Linked DNA regions of Gossypium arboreum: region 2 is linked to region 1. The links are chromatin contacts, called in public Hi-C maps. All regions are on one chromosome and are shown on one strand. Each heading gives the region's core, a stretch centred on a gene start, on an enhancer-like site or on the middle of the called end of the contact. The rest is flanking DNA. Distances are from core to core; before and after follow the strand shown. Region 1 holds the start of LOC108454281 (AUGMIN subunit 6-like). Region 2 holds the start of LOC108457380 (TLC domain-containing protein At5g14285).

What was found. A called contact is a pair of places that touch in the nucleus more often than the background predicts.
Region 2: a contact with region 1 is called in a Hi-C map of leaf, with 4 times the contacts expected there. The contact joins the promoter of LOC108457380 here to the promoter of LOC108454281 in region 1. A contact is called at or near these places in 2 of 5 Hi-C or Micro-C datasets (both in leaf).

What each region holds. Positions count from the first base shown.
Region 1 is chr9:15,609,405-15,615,678 of ASM2569848v2, forward strand. It overlaps LOC108454281 (AUGMIN subunit 6-like), which reads right to left and starts at 3,303. Exons shown (of 13, transcript XM_017752695.2): 1 at 2,914-3,303; 2 at 2,762-2,818; 3 at 2,581-2,675; 4 at 2,173-2,323; 5 at 1,808-1,933; 6 at 1,518-1,674; 7 at 1,368-1,428; 8 at 1,030-1,288; 9 at 378-503. The coding sequence starts at 3,129.
Region 2 is chr9:15,782,672-15,788,945 of ASM2569848v2, forward strand. LOC108457380 (TLC domain-containing protein At5g14285) reads right to left here and starts at 2,725. Exons shown (of 1, transcript XM_017756405.2): 1 at 1,550-2,725. The coding sequence starts at 2,423. The coding sequence ends at 1,680. It overlaps LOC108457379 (lysine histidine transporter 1-like), which reads left to right. Exons shown (of 8, transcript XM_017756404.2): 4 at 1-55; 5 at 152-257; 6 at 370-461; 7 at 562-630; 8 at 723-1,207. The coding sequence ends at 821. It overlaps LOC108457068 (transcription factor GTE8-like), which reads right to left. Exons shown (of 11, transcript XM_017755888.2): 11 at 6,253-6,274.

The DNA.
Region 1 (6,274 bases), core at 2,053-4,552:
AGAACTTAGAAACCATAGAAGCAATTTATAAACCCACAAAACATGCTCGTATGAAGCAAAGCAAACTAATATATTCCCACTAGATTCTACACATCCACTGTGGGTGAAAAAAAATAGAGAAGTAAAACAAAAATACACATATAAATATCTCTGCTGGCATATTTTTATTTTTATTTTGCTGTAATATTTAATTATTTCATTTCAAAAACTGATTTGTCTCTTGACTTGTAAAACCAACTCAATCAGAAGTTCTAATAATAGAATAGATTTGGTCAGTTTTCAATCTCCAAATAATTTAAGCTAAAACTTTTATATATATACCAAATTTTGGTGTTCTACATCATCAAGAACTACTTAACGTGCAATGGATATATCACCTGAAAGCTAGCTAGGTGTTGCTGATGCTCAGCAAGAGTTGCAGCTAATGACTCAGCATGTCCACTAGTGCCACCATCATGTGCACTTCGTAATATATCAGGACCTTCTCCATTATTAGCTTTTGCCTGCAAAGCAATAGCAATACCATTATTGCATACTAGCATCTTACTTCAACACTGATAATTAGCAACATGAAATCCATAATTCCATAAAAAAGTTAATCATAATTTTGAATTTCTAAATTATTTTTCAATACTTTAGAAGGCGCAGACTAAAAATTGCTCATTTCTGATATACCATAACAGATTTCTTATTCACATCTCAAAAAGATGGAAAACCTTAATTGAAGGACTTTGTTTATCACATAGAGGTTTTGTTCATTCAAGTAGAACACCCAGCAGAAATTTCATTGCCACAACTTCAAAATTAATGTTGAAAAACTGACGTATTATTAATACCATAAATTGGAAAAATATCAAATTAATAATTATGTGCTACGTATTATTAATACCATAAATTAGAAAAATATCAAATTAATAATTATGTGCTATATACCATTATGGTATTCAGAAATTCAGTAAAGTTCTGGTGGCCAAGTATTAATACAAATTAAGACAGCTGACCGAACAGAAACAAAATAAAATAGCATACCAGCTGTAGTGACTGTTTATGAATGCGCTGTAATGCATGTGTCCAACGTCTGATAACTTCTGCTACATCAACAGTCTGGTGGATTCTCCCACCTCTATCATCTAACCGAGAATGTGTCTCTTCTTTGAATTGTGTGTGAAATCCATCATTCTGTTCTTTGCCATCTAAATCACCCGACTGAACGGATAAGACATCTGTAGGAGGAACTTGTGAACTCTGATCCATAGCTGAAAGCAAAGCAGACCCAGATATGCGATACCTGGAAAATGATATATATGAAAAGGGGTGAAAAAGTGTGCCATATGCACTATTCAGATTGACACGCAGGGGCAAATTACCTATGCTCCCGATGAGATATCAAATCCTCGATAGGTCCTGAAGCAAGAACTTCATGCTGACCTAGACATATAGGTCGATAAATCAAGGTTATGAAAATCAAACAAGTTAATGAAGAAATAGATGATCGTGGCTTATTCATGGGCACTTACTTTTACGAGATAAAATAGACTCCCATAAGCGAGTAGCCTTCGAAACCAAATGAGAATTCTGACTGGAAGTAGAGACGAGATCATCCCATTGCTCTCCTTCCAACTTCACTTTGTTCCTTAAGTCATGTAATTTTTCCAGCTCTTGCTGCAAATAAGCCTAAGATCCAGGTTTTCTAAATTAAAGATATTAAATTAAAGCCATCCATTAATAGCAAGAGGGATTATATTGATATTTCAACATAAAAACTCAAAAAAGCATGCAAATAAGTAATTAACCGTTATCTACTTACCTCCTCAGCGCAAAGGCCACGAAATTCTGCAGTCATTTCATGAGCCAAATTAGACCACATAGCTTGTCTCTGCACTGCTGTTTCAGCATTTTTCAAAAATCTCCTCCTTTCAAGTGCTATTCTAGCCTGTTAAAAAGCAAGCATGTTACTTCATAGATATGGAAGATCTAATAAAGAAAAGCACTTTGAAAAGTAAATGCTCGGTGTATTGAATGATGATTGATGATAAGTGCTGTTACCATACAAGAAGTGAACTATGATGATATAGGAAAAGTAACATAGAAACAACCAAAAAAACAAAGCACAGACCTAATATAAGGAACTTCAAATGTACTTCATACGAAAAGTTCATAGAGAAGCATTACCTTTGTTACAGGAAGTAGTGTGGCCGCATGTGAAAATGCAACATCAGTCAATGGTGCAGGCAATGGGTTAGAAGCAACATCTGCCGCAAAATTCCTTCTATGAAACTCTCTCAATGCATGCAATGAAAGTTGCCACAAAAGCTCAACAAATCTACAACAAAAAACATAAGAAAGCCTAATGTGAGAATGAATTAACAAATTTCGTTAATGAAGAAAACCTACCCGTAAATAAAACAATTCAGGCTTTTTGAATCTTGCACTGATATTCAGTGCCAATAGTAAACTATCCACTCTGATGAACCAAATGCAATTAGAACTAAGTAAAAGAGGCAAGCTAATCATATACCTTTTTCCATTTTGCTGGATTTTGAATTTTCTTGGGAAATCAAAGAGAAATTAACTACTAACCTCGGTCCACAGCAAGTAGCAAGCGAAGAAACCCTCGAATTACTCCTCGGTAGAGCTCCTTGTGCTTCCAGCTCAGTAATTATCCCTTGCACAACCTAAATTAACAACAAATAAATAAAATTTCAACAAAACAGTAAAATTCAAAAAAGAAAAAGAAAAGAAGAAAACTCGAAAAATCAACCTTTCGAAAATCACGAGATTGCGCTGAGTCAAAAATCGGCCAAACTCTGTCGAAATCCTGAAAGATCCGAGAGCAAAAAGCCAAACTTAAAACCAATACGGACCAGATCAAAACTAAACCGAATGGGAAAAAAAAAGGAATAGGATCATTACTCTGGCGGATTGAGCGGGGCCACGAAGAGAAGAGAGGATGAAGTAAAGAAGCTGTTCCCCTAATTTAGGGTTCGAATGACGGAAAAGTCCGACCCGAGGGGTTCCGTTCGAGGCTCCGAGTCCGATTATGGATGGATCCAAACCTAAAAGCAAGCAATTCGTATACATTGCGCTTTCGAGCTCTATCTCTCTCTCCTTTTCTCTATCCATTGTCATCTCTCTCTCTCTCTGGGGAAATTTTCTTTAGAAAATAAAAGAAAGGATTAAACATTGAAATTTAGAAATGGTGAGTTTTTAATAGGGGCGTAAGTTTAAATTTTATAAAGTTGGGGGACTTTGTTTGGAAATTCGGAATGGGACCGTAGGGATAAAGTGAGTCACGTTTAGCCGTTTGAAATTGATGGAGACTAGAGACATAAAGTGAAAGGGCCGATGCTAACGTGCGCTGGTGAATAAAAAATGAATTCCAGAGTGACGTGTTCCTTAGGGAGGCTAACGTGCGCTAAACCGTTGCCGGCCTGCTCTGAAAATGTTTAAGGTGGCAGTATCCGGTTTTTTTTTACGTCCCTTTTTTTTTGTTTTGTTTTTACCTCGTTGTTCGTTGGATCATTCAAATTTTATCTTTTTTTTTTTAAACTTTCCCAGTTATATATATTATTACAAGATCAAAGTTTGAATTTTAATTTTAGAGCTAATAATAAAAATTGCCTCTACCACAATTTTATAATTTTTATAAGAGCAAGGTAAGTCTGTTATTTAGAGATTAAATTTGAAATTAACAAATTAACATTGTGGGTGTAATTTAATATATTTATATTCTAACTTACTTCATTATAATTATACAGATTATGATAAAAGTGTTACAAATAAGGAAATAAAATAAAATTATCATAGGTGGATGATGCACTAAGCCTTGATTATTGCCTTTTCCGTAATTCAATGCTTTCGCAAGCCAATGACTTTCTTTTGCTTAGCTTGAGTGCAAAAATTTAAATTGCTTGAAAGGCGAAAGAATGAGTAGAAAGAGGATATAGAATATTGTTAATATTCTCAGAAAAAACCTTTAATACTCTTTAAGGACAACACACCCAATTTTTAATTAATAAAATTATTTACATTTTTTTGAACCAAAAAAAAATTATTGTTTAAACTTTTTTATATTATTTTCATTTATTCACTTGGATGGTAGGTGAGCTATTGAGAGCCTTCAGAAAAACCCCAAACTTAGCCTTTCTTTACATTAACGGCAACCGTTTAGCCCTTGTTGTTCAGTCTTGTTCTTTCGTTTCTCCTCCGTCTACACTCCATCTCCCCCACCTTCTTCGAAATCTTTCCCACTGGTTTCTGGTTAATCTCTCTGCGACTTAAGGCAACCATCGTCTCTCTTCTATTCCCCCTCCCTCCATCGATGCATCCTGGTCTCTATAATCTCATTCTTTATTCTCTTTGGTGATGATTGGCACCAGTTTGCATTAACCGTTCGTCTTTGCTTTTTTTATTTTTTAACAAGTTCTAATTTGTACTTTTCACCTTTGTCTGTTCCTCTTTACTTATTCCTTATTCTCAATCTTATTTCACGATTATGATTTATCATCATATATATTTAAAGCTGGTAAAATAGGCCAAGCCCAAAAACTTATCCATGTTAATTTGAGTTTGTAATGATCTGAGCCCAATAAAATTTAAGCTTTGAAACTGATTTAGTTTAAGCCCGAGATAAGTACAACTCAAAAATTAAAAATACCCAATTTCATAATTAAATGGTCATAATAAACATTAATAATTAATATATTTCTATGATATTATTTAAAATATAAATAAATGATAAATCTTTATTTTTTAAAATGTATATATAAGCATCGCATATTTATATTAAAACTTTATTAATAGAAAAATAATTATTAATAATTTTCTATATTAAATTATAAAGTTAAATAAAATTTTTAAAAGTATTAATTTAAAATAAAATATTTTAATACTATAGTTATATATGTATAGTAGATATATAAAATTAATAATTATTAAAATATATAAAATAAATTTTAATGATAATATAATAATATAATATATAACTATTACGAAACCAAAATCGATTACTTAAGTTGCCCTTAAACTGATATACTAAATTAGTATATTACTAATACATAAAATAATATTATAATATATAACTTTTATTAAAATATTAATACATATATTACTATTGTAATAATATAAATTATAATAAAATATATGGTATCACATGATATTATAATGTTTAATCATCAACGCATATATATAAACTATTAATATATGGTATGATATGATACAACATTATGTAACATAGTAGGTGAGCTAACTTTTAAATGTAGCAAAAATATCGAGACTTAGAGCATGTTTCAATCGATATAATAATAAATAGTAATATATAATATGTACTACTATTATATATAACTATTATTATGATATAGATTATAATAAAAGATATAATATTACATACTATTATAATGTTTAATCATTTATGTATGTATATAAACTATTAATATATTATATAATATAGTAAAAGGGCTAACTTTTAAATGTATGAAAAGTATAGAGATTTAGAGTAAATTTCAACTAGTATATTAATAAATAATAATAATTAATAATTAATATTAATGTACTACTATTATATATAACTATTATTATATTATATTTATAAATTATAATAAAAGATATAGTATTACATGATATTATAATGTTTAATCATTGATACATATACATAAACTATTAATATAGTATACACTATATGATATGATATAGCATAATATAATATAATAGGAGGATTAACTTTCAAATGTACGAAAAGTAGAGAGACTTAGAGCATATTTCAACCAAGATAATATATGATAATGTATTTGAACAATGAATAAATAAATAAAGTTAATTTCACATTTCACTATTATTTTTTTTGTCTTTCATGTTTTGCATGTATAGCAAAAATTTGACAAACAAATATTAACTCATTGATTATCTAAGTTCAAACTGATGATAAGTGACACTATAAGAACATTTAAATTACGATAAAGACAACTTATTTCAGAAGATAATCTAAACAAGTTTGTAATCTCGTAAAAGAATCAAAGTGAGCAATTGGTTCAAATACTTAGAATGATTGTTATGCCGTTTATAATTTCAATTGGGGAGATGGCTAGTATTGGCTATAGAAGCAGTTGACTCTATTGGTAGAGACATAAATGTATTCATTGGAAGAATGATACATTAGACTAGACCCAAGATGAATTAATCTGAGTTCGTTTGAGAATTAATTCACTTGTGACGTTCATGGTGTGAATTACCTAAATCCTAAGTTAGCCACTAACCATGCGTATGTAACTCATGTGCT
Region 2 (6,274 bases), core at 1,475-3,974, 170 kb after region 1:
GCTTATTGCAATGGCTAACATGTTTGTCGTTGTTCATGTTATTGGAAGCTACCAGGTTCATATTTGATCAATTTCATTCAAGATAACATCCTCATCTCAGACCAGATAATTGATTAGATTTTGGGTTTAACTTGTGTCTTTGGATATGCAGATCTATGCGATGCCAGTTTTTGACATGATGGAAACCGTATTAGTTAAGAAATTAAATTTCAAGCCGAGTACAACACTTCGATTCATTGTCCGCAATCTTTATGTTGGTAAGTAAAACTCTTCATATATTTTCATCTTGCATGCAAATGAAGTTCATGATCTCAACTAGAAAGAAGGGGTTTAGAGGGTTTTAATTTTTATATCAAATCTTTATTGCAGCATTCACGATGTTCATCGGCATTACCTTCCCTTTCTTCGGAGGTCTTCTTGGATTTTTTGGAGGATTTGCTTTTGCACCAACAACATACTTTGTAAGCCACATTAATTCCTTCATCCAATTTTTTCTTCTTACAAGAAAAAGATACCTTTCTCTTTGAAGAATTTAACTCATTTTCACTGGTTTTTCTTTAGCTCCCTTGCGTCATGTGGCTTGCCATTTACAAACCAAGAAAGTTTAGCTTATCTTGGTGGACTAACTGGGTATGTAAACTTGATTTTGATTCTACTACAACCTCATTGCTTCGATGTGCTTCGAATCGGTTTTTATTCGGCTTTCCCTTTTCTTTCTGCAGATCTGCATTGTATTTGGTCTTATGTTGATGATCTTATCACCAATTGGAGGGTTGAGGCAAATCATCCTTCAAGCCAAGGATTATGAATTCTACTCTTAAATTGTTTTCTTCTCAGTGAAGAATCAGGTGGGGAGTAGGCACAAATGAAGAACATGATAGTTAAAAGTTTGTCATATGGAAGCATAACATAAGGCTATTGTCAAGAGTCAATGTTGTCAGCCTCCGTTGTCAGAAAATCAAAGTCAATACACAAACATGGGAGATTGAACTGTTGGAAATCAGATCACAGGAGCATTGGCCGTCACTGTTTCTTCATTCTATCACTTGTGTTAATGTATGAATACAAAATAGTCTTCTTTTTCTTTTTCTTTTTTTGCTTGTTTTGCTGTTTGTGAAGAAAAAAAGATACTACAGTTATGTAATGGTTTCCACTTAAAATGTTGTATTTGCTTTCAACAAGAGTTCCCAAGGTTTGTTTCAGCAAATTTATGGAATCAACGTTTCATGGATTCTTCATTTTACTTTGAAAATATGACCCTCTTAAGGATCTTCCAAATAAATCACAGGAACAGAACCAATAATGGTATCCACCTAAACCTAAGAGTAGAAGTAGGACCACTGAATTTAACTCTTAATAACAACCTATAGGGTTCAAGCCAAAGGTATAGACACAATGGTTTAATTCACTAAAATTGGTTATTTATGACGAGAAGTGTAAAGTCAAAAAAGAACCATATGTCGGGTAAAGTGAAATAAAAACATGATGGAATTTAAACTACAATGTTATCCAGGCAGCAACAAGAGTTGTTAATGTAAAACAAAAGATGTTTATAATTTGAATTTCATTGAAGAAAAAGAGCATCTGAAACTGAATTGCTGCATTGATAGCCTACAAAAGTATGCATTCAAATACCACAAAGACAAGATTGTTCTGAAAAAGAAAAAACAATTCGATTGTCATAATTCCTTCTCCAATTTAGCCTTTTTCTCTTTAAACAATTCAACCCACAAATTAGAAATCCACAAGATACTAACACCAATAGCTGTAATAACAACACACATCCAAGAAATCCAAAGCCATCTAGGGATCACATTATCAGCTACCCCACTTGAATAGAACACTCCCATTTGGTACAAAACGAATGGACCAAAAATCCCTCTAACAACACTATAAAAGGCATAAAAATAAGGGGACAAATTCGAATAAACCCTTGCGGCCAACTGATTATCGTGCCTCCTAGCGGATGCCAATGTCCAAACGTTCTGGCAAAAGCTGGTACCTTCAGCTAAAATCAAGAGAGTGAGGATAGCATAGGAGCCATGGAAGACGACGTGGCGACAAGTGATGAAAACAAAGAGCGTAGCCAAATGATGACCAATGAAGAGGACGTCTGTAGGGAAGAAAACAAGGTAGTGAAGCAGATCTGTGAGGAAATAAGCAATACTGTAATCCAAAACTAAATTCTGGGTTTTTGTGTTCGGTGAAGAAAACCCACGGTTTTGGTCGGAAAAGATTGCGAAAGTGGCTAAGAAAACGGCTGGGGTGCCATGGAAGAGGGAGATAAAGCAAGAACAAGCTTCGGGGCGAATCTTGGGACTCCAGTTACGGAAAACAATGGAGTAAGCAATCGAATATAGGATCAAAAACATGGAAAAAAACAAAGGGAGATTTGGGATTGAGGAGAAAGGGAAAGTTTCCATTGGGTTTCTGGGTTGGAGAAGAAATCAAAAAGAAAAAAGGAAAATTTATAAGAATGGTGGAGCTGGGGATGGGTTAGATTTTGGGAATGTTTGGTAAATTAGGTAAAATGGTTGTATCAAACGAGAGTTATTGAGAGTTTCAACGGTTTCTCGGGAAAATGAAAGTTTATAGGAGTAGGAGAAGGGAAGGCGACAAATTAGGCTTTCAGAAGGAATTAGGCATTAGGATGGTTTTAGAGATTCAAAGATATGTAGGAAGTTGAGAACGACATTCATTTTTTTTTTAGATCTTCACGTTTTAAAGCCATAAATCTAAAATGAAATTCCATTGGGATTAATGAATTTTGTTTAATCTTGGGATCCCACTTCTTAAAATATTTATTTGGTTGGATTTATTAAGATATTTATTTTTGACATTATACATGTAAATATTTTAATCTATCTAATATTTTTATCATTTCGATTTAAAATATTATTTATATTAACATATATTGTTAATTCGATTGATCATTAGAAATAACTATGGTGGAAGCAAAGAAAGAATATTCAACAAAGAACACAACGATTTAATAGTGATTCGATTTCAATTGCCTACTCCACTACCTTAACTTTCCACAACTAAAATTTTTACTAAATTCACTAATTTGACAACCTTTGAGAAGGTTTAACCTTACAATCTCCCTTCAGATTTCTACCCAAAATCTTAAGATTATAACTCCTTTAGGGTTTCTACTCAAACCTTAAGATTCTACTCTCAAAAAAAGATACAAAGAAGAAAATAAAAGAAATAATCCTTACAAGATCAAAATGTTTGTCAATTAAGCACAAATAAATAAGAATAAACTTTAGTTAAAGAATAACAATGAAAGCTCACAAATGTGTACAAGAAAAGTATAAAAGAATTAAGCACTAAAGTTGTTTTGATTGAGCTTTAAGTTTGATAATCTCTCTTGTTCTTGTAGAACCTTTGAAAGATGATATTTGTACCCTCTATTTCATTTCCAATCGTTGTGGTTATTGAGAAAATAAATAAAGTCGTTGGGGATGAAAATTAAATTCACCTATAACAAAAGGTATCGATACTTTATCTACAAGTATTGCTACTATTAACATTTAATGCAAAGTTTAGTGACTGTTGGAGTTAAAGATATCGATACAAATAGACTTTTACCGATACCATATGCTTAGTTGAATTGGTTGAAAATAGAATGTCAATTTGGTGTTGATTATAAAATGGGTATCAATATTTTGAAAACTATCTATACTTGGCCAAAAAGTAGCAATACTAACTTGTTTTAAAACAATTTTAACTTGATTGAAAATGTTTAACTCAATCGAAATCATTTTAACTTGATTTCATCATTTTGCTAATTTTGTTTAGCTTTAATAGTTATTCAAAAGCATTTTAATTTGTTATGTCAAAACATATTATCAAATAAAGCTAGGTATGACATATTTAACAGTTAACTTTTTTTACATAAAATAAATAATTAGAAATTGTGAATTTATGTTAAACTTAATATGCATGATCAAGATGAAAGGAGCATGAAATATAACAGTTTAATTGTTAAAATATTAATAGTATAAAAAGTTACAAAATTGTGTAAAACCACTTAAGTTTTACACGGTTTAAGTGGATCATTCTTTATTTTAAAATGTTCAATTTAGTCTTAACTCAATTGTCACGATTGTCATTGCAATAATTAGAGGAATTAGGATTTGAGGTATTTAAGAGCGTTTTCCTCTAATTAAGAGTTAAGATGGGTCGTGGGTAGAACTATACATTATATAAAAATTATTCATATTTAAAAGGAATAAATTACAAATTTAGTTATTTAGGTATGGTTTAAATTATGTTTTGGCTATCAAACTTTAAAAAGTTATAATATGTTAACTAGTATTATTAATTTGTTACATTTTGATAATTAAACAGGTAACAATGTAACAACAAGCTGACGTGACACATTATATCATCATTTCAAACGAATAAACTGAATTATACCAAAAACTCAATAAACCGAATGGACCCTAAGTGCAAAACCAAACAAAAAACTTTCGATTCAGTTCGATTCGATTTATTCGGTTTTTAGCTTTTTTTAGTTAGAAGAAAAATGTAATTGAGGTACTTATAAGTTTATTTCCTTTAATTTTTTCACATAATTTTCTTCTTTCTTCAATTTAGTATATCATATACTTTTATTTTTATTTTTATTTTAAATTCATTAATAAAATATTAAAATCAAATCCAACAATTTTAATCAACTCAAAAATATTTATGTTCTTACATGGCCAACATACAATTTCCATGTCTTCTACTATTCTTAATAGGTATATATCAATTTGAATTTTTATATATTAAATAATAAAAATTAAAATGAATATCATAAAAAATTAAATTATCAATTTGAGTTTTAAATATTAACGGTATTGGGTTTTAAATCTTTTAAAATATTAAATTTTAATGGGTATTTAAGTTTAAGGTTTACATTTAGGTTTGGGTATGTAAACGGGTCATGAGCTTTTAACCTTATGGGTTATGGCTTATTCAGTTTATTCGATTTAAAAATGTCAAAAATCAAAAATTGATTTAATAAATAAATTAAACCAAACATGAAAATTGATTAAATCATAAAAATTTTGGTTTTTTTAGGTTGGATTCACTTCAAAATTTTCAATTTAGAACTTTTTTACACACCCCTACTTTTGGAGGCTCAGGTTCTGTGGAAAGCCAAGCACAAGAGTTGGCTTTATAATTTAAGTTAACTTTGACATATTAATTTAATTTTAACTTTAAATTCATTTAGTGCGATTTTAATGAGTGAACAAACTTTGGCTACTAAACCTAACACAACAGTTTGCTTCATAATTGAAGTTAATTCCATAATTTAGATAACTTTTACACCATACTTTAATTTTAACTTTAGATTCATTTATTAATATAATAATAATAAAATTTAATCTAATTTTGAGAAGCATAGGAGCCAGCAGGTTTAATTATACTATGAGATCTTATATTCTTGATATATTTGAAATTTAGTATTTCTACTTCTAATTTTAAGAATTTAGTCCAACTATTCTTTCAATATAATAATTAAATTCCAATTGATAATCATTAAATTTGATTATGATTTTTACATCTAGTCAATTCAAAATCACGTGAAAGGCATATGAAAATAAATTATCAACTTTCAATATGTTTCTTTAAAATAGTAATTCAGAAACGCAAAATCTTTTAATTTTAGATTAAACATTTTTATTTGTGCATTTGGCCTTCCACACATGTAAAATTTACTATGTAAGTAAACTTTTATTTATTTAAATAAATCAATTTAGTAAAAAAAATAATCTTTTGATGCTGTTAATTATTAAATAAATGAGTAAATTTTCAAGATTAAAATTCAAATATAAAAAAAATAAAAATTGAAAGACTAAAAGGTAAATCCGAGCTTTTAGTTAATTTCATTCTCTGCAAGCTCAGATTTTTGAATCAGGTTTATTCCCTGTCCAAGTACCATAATGATCCACCTATTTGAACCAACAGAATCAGCTGCTGTACTCAACCCCCACACTACAACAACAAAGTCTATTAAAGAAGAGAGCTAATGTTTAAATCCAATCAGAACCGATCAGCTCCAGAAAAAAATAAAAATAAAAAATTAATTGAACCAAAATTTTTTCATTTTTATGAATTAAAAGAGTGGTGGATCCAAAATCATTTCTGGAGAGGCTCTACTCTTACCACACTCAGAATAAAGGTAGCTTATAAAATTTGGCAAATTTTAGTATACATTCTGATAAAATTGAAAGCAAAATGATAATTAAATTTCAATTTGAGACACAAAAATACAACT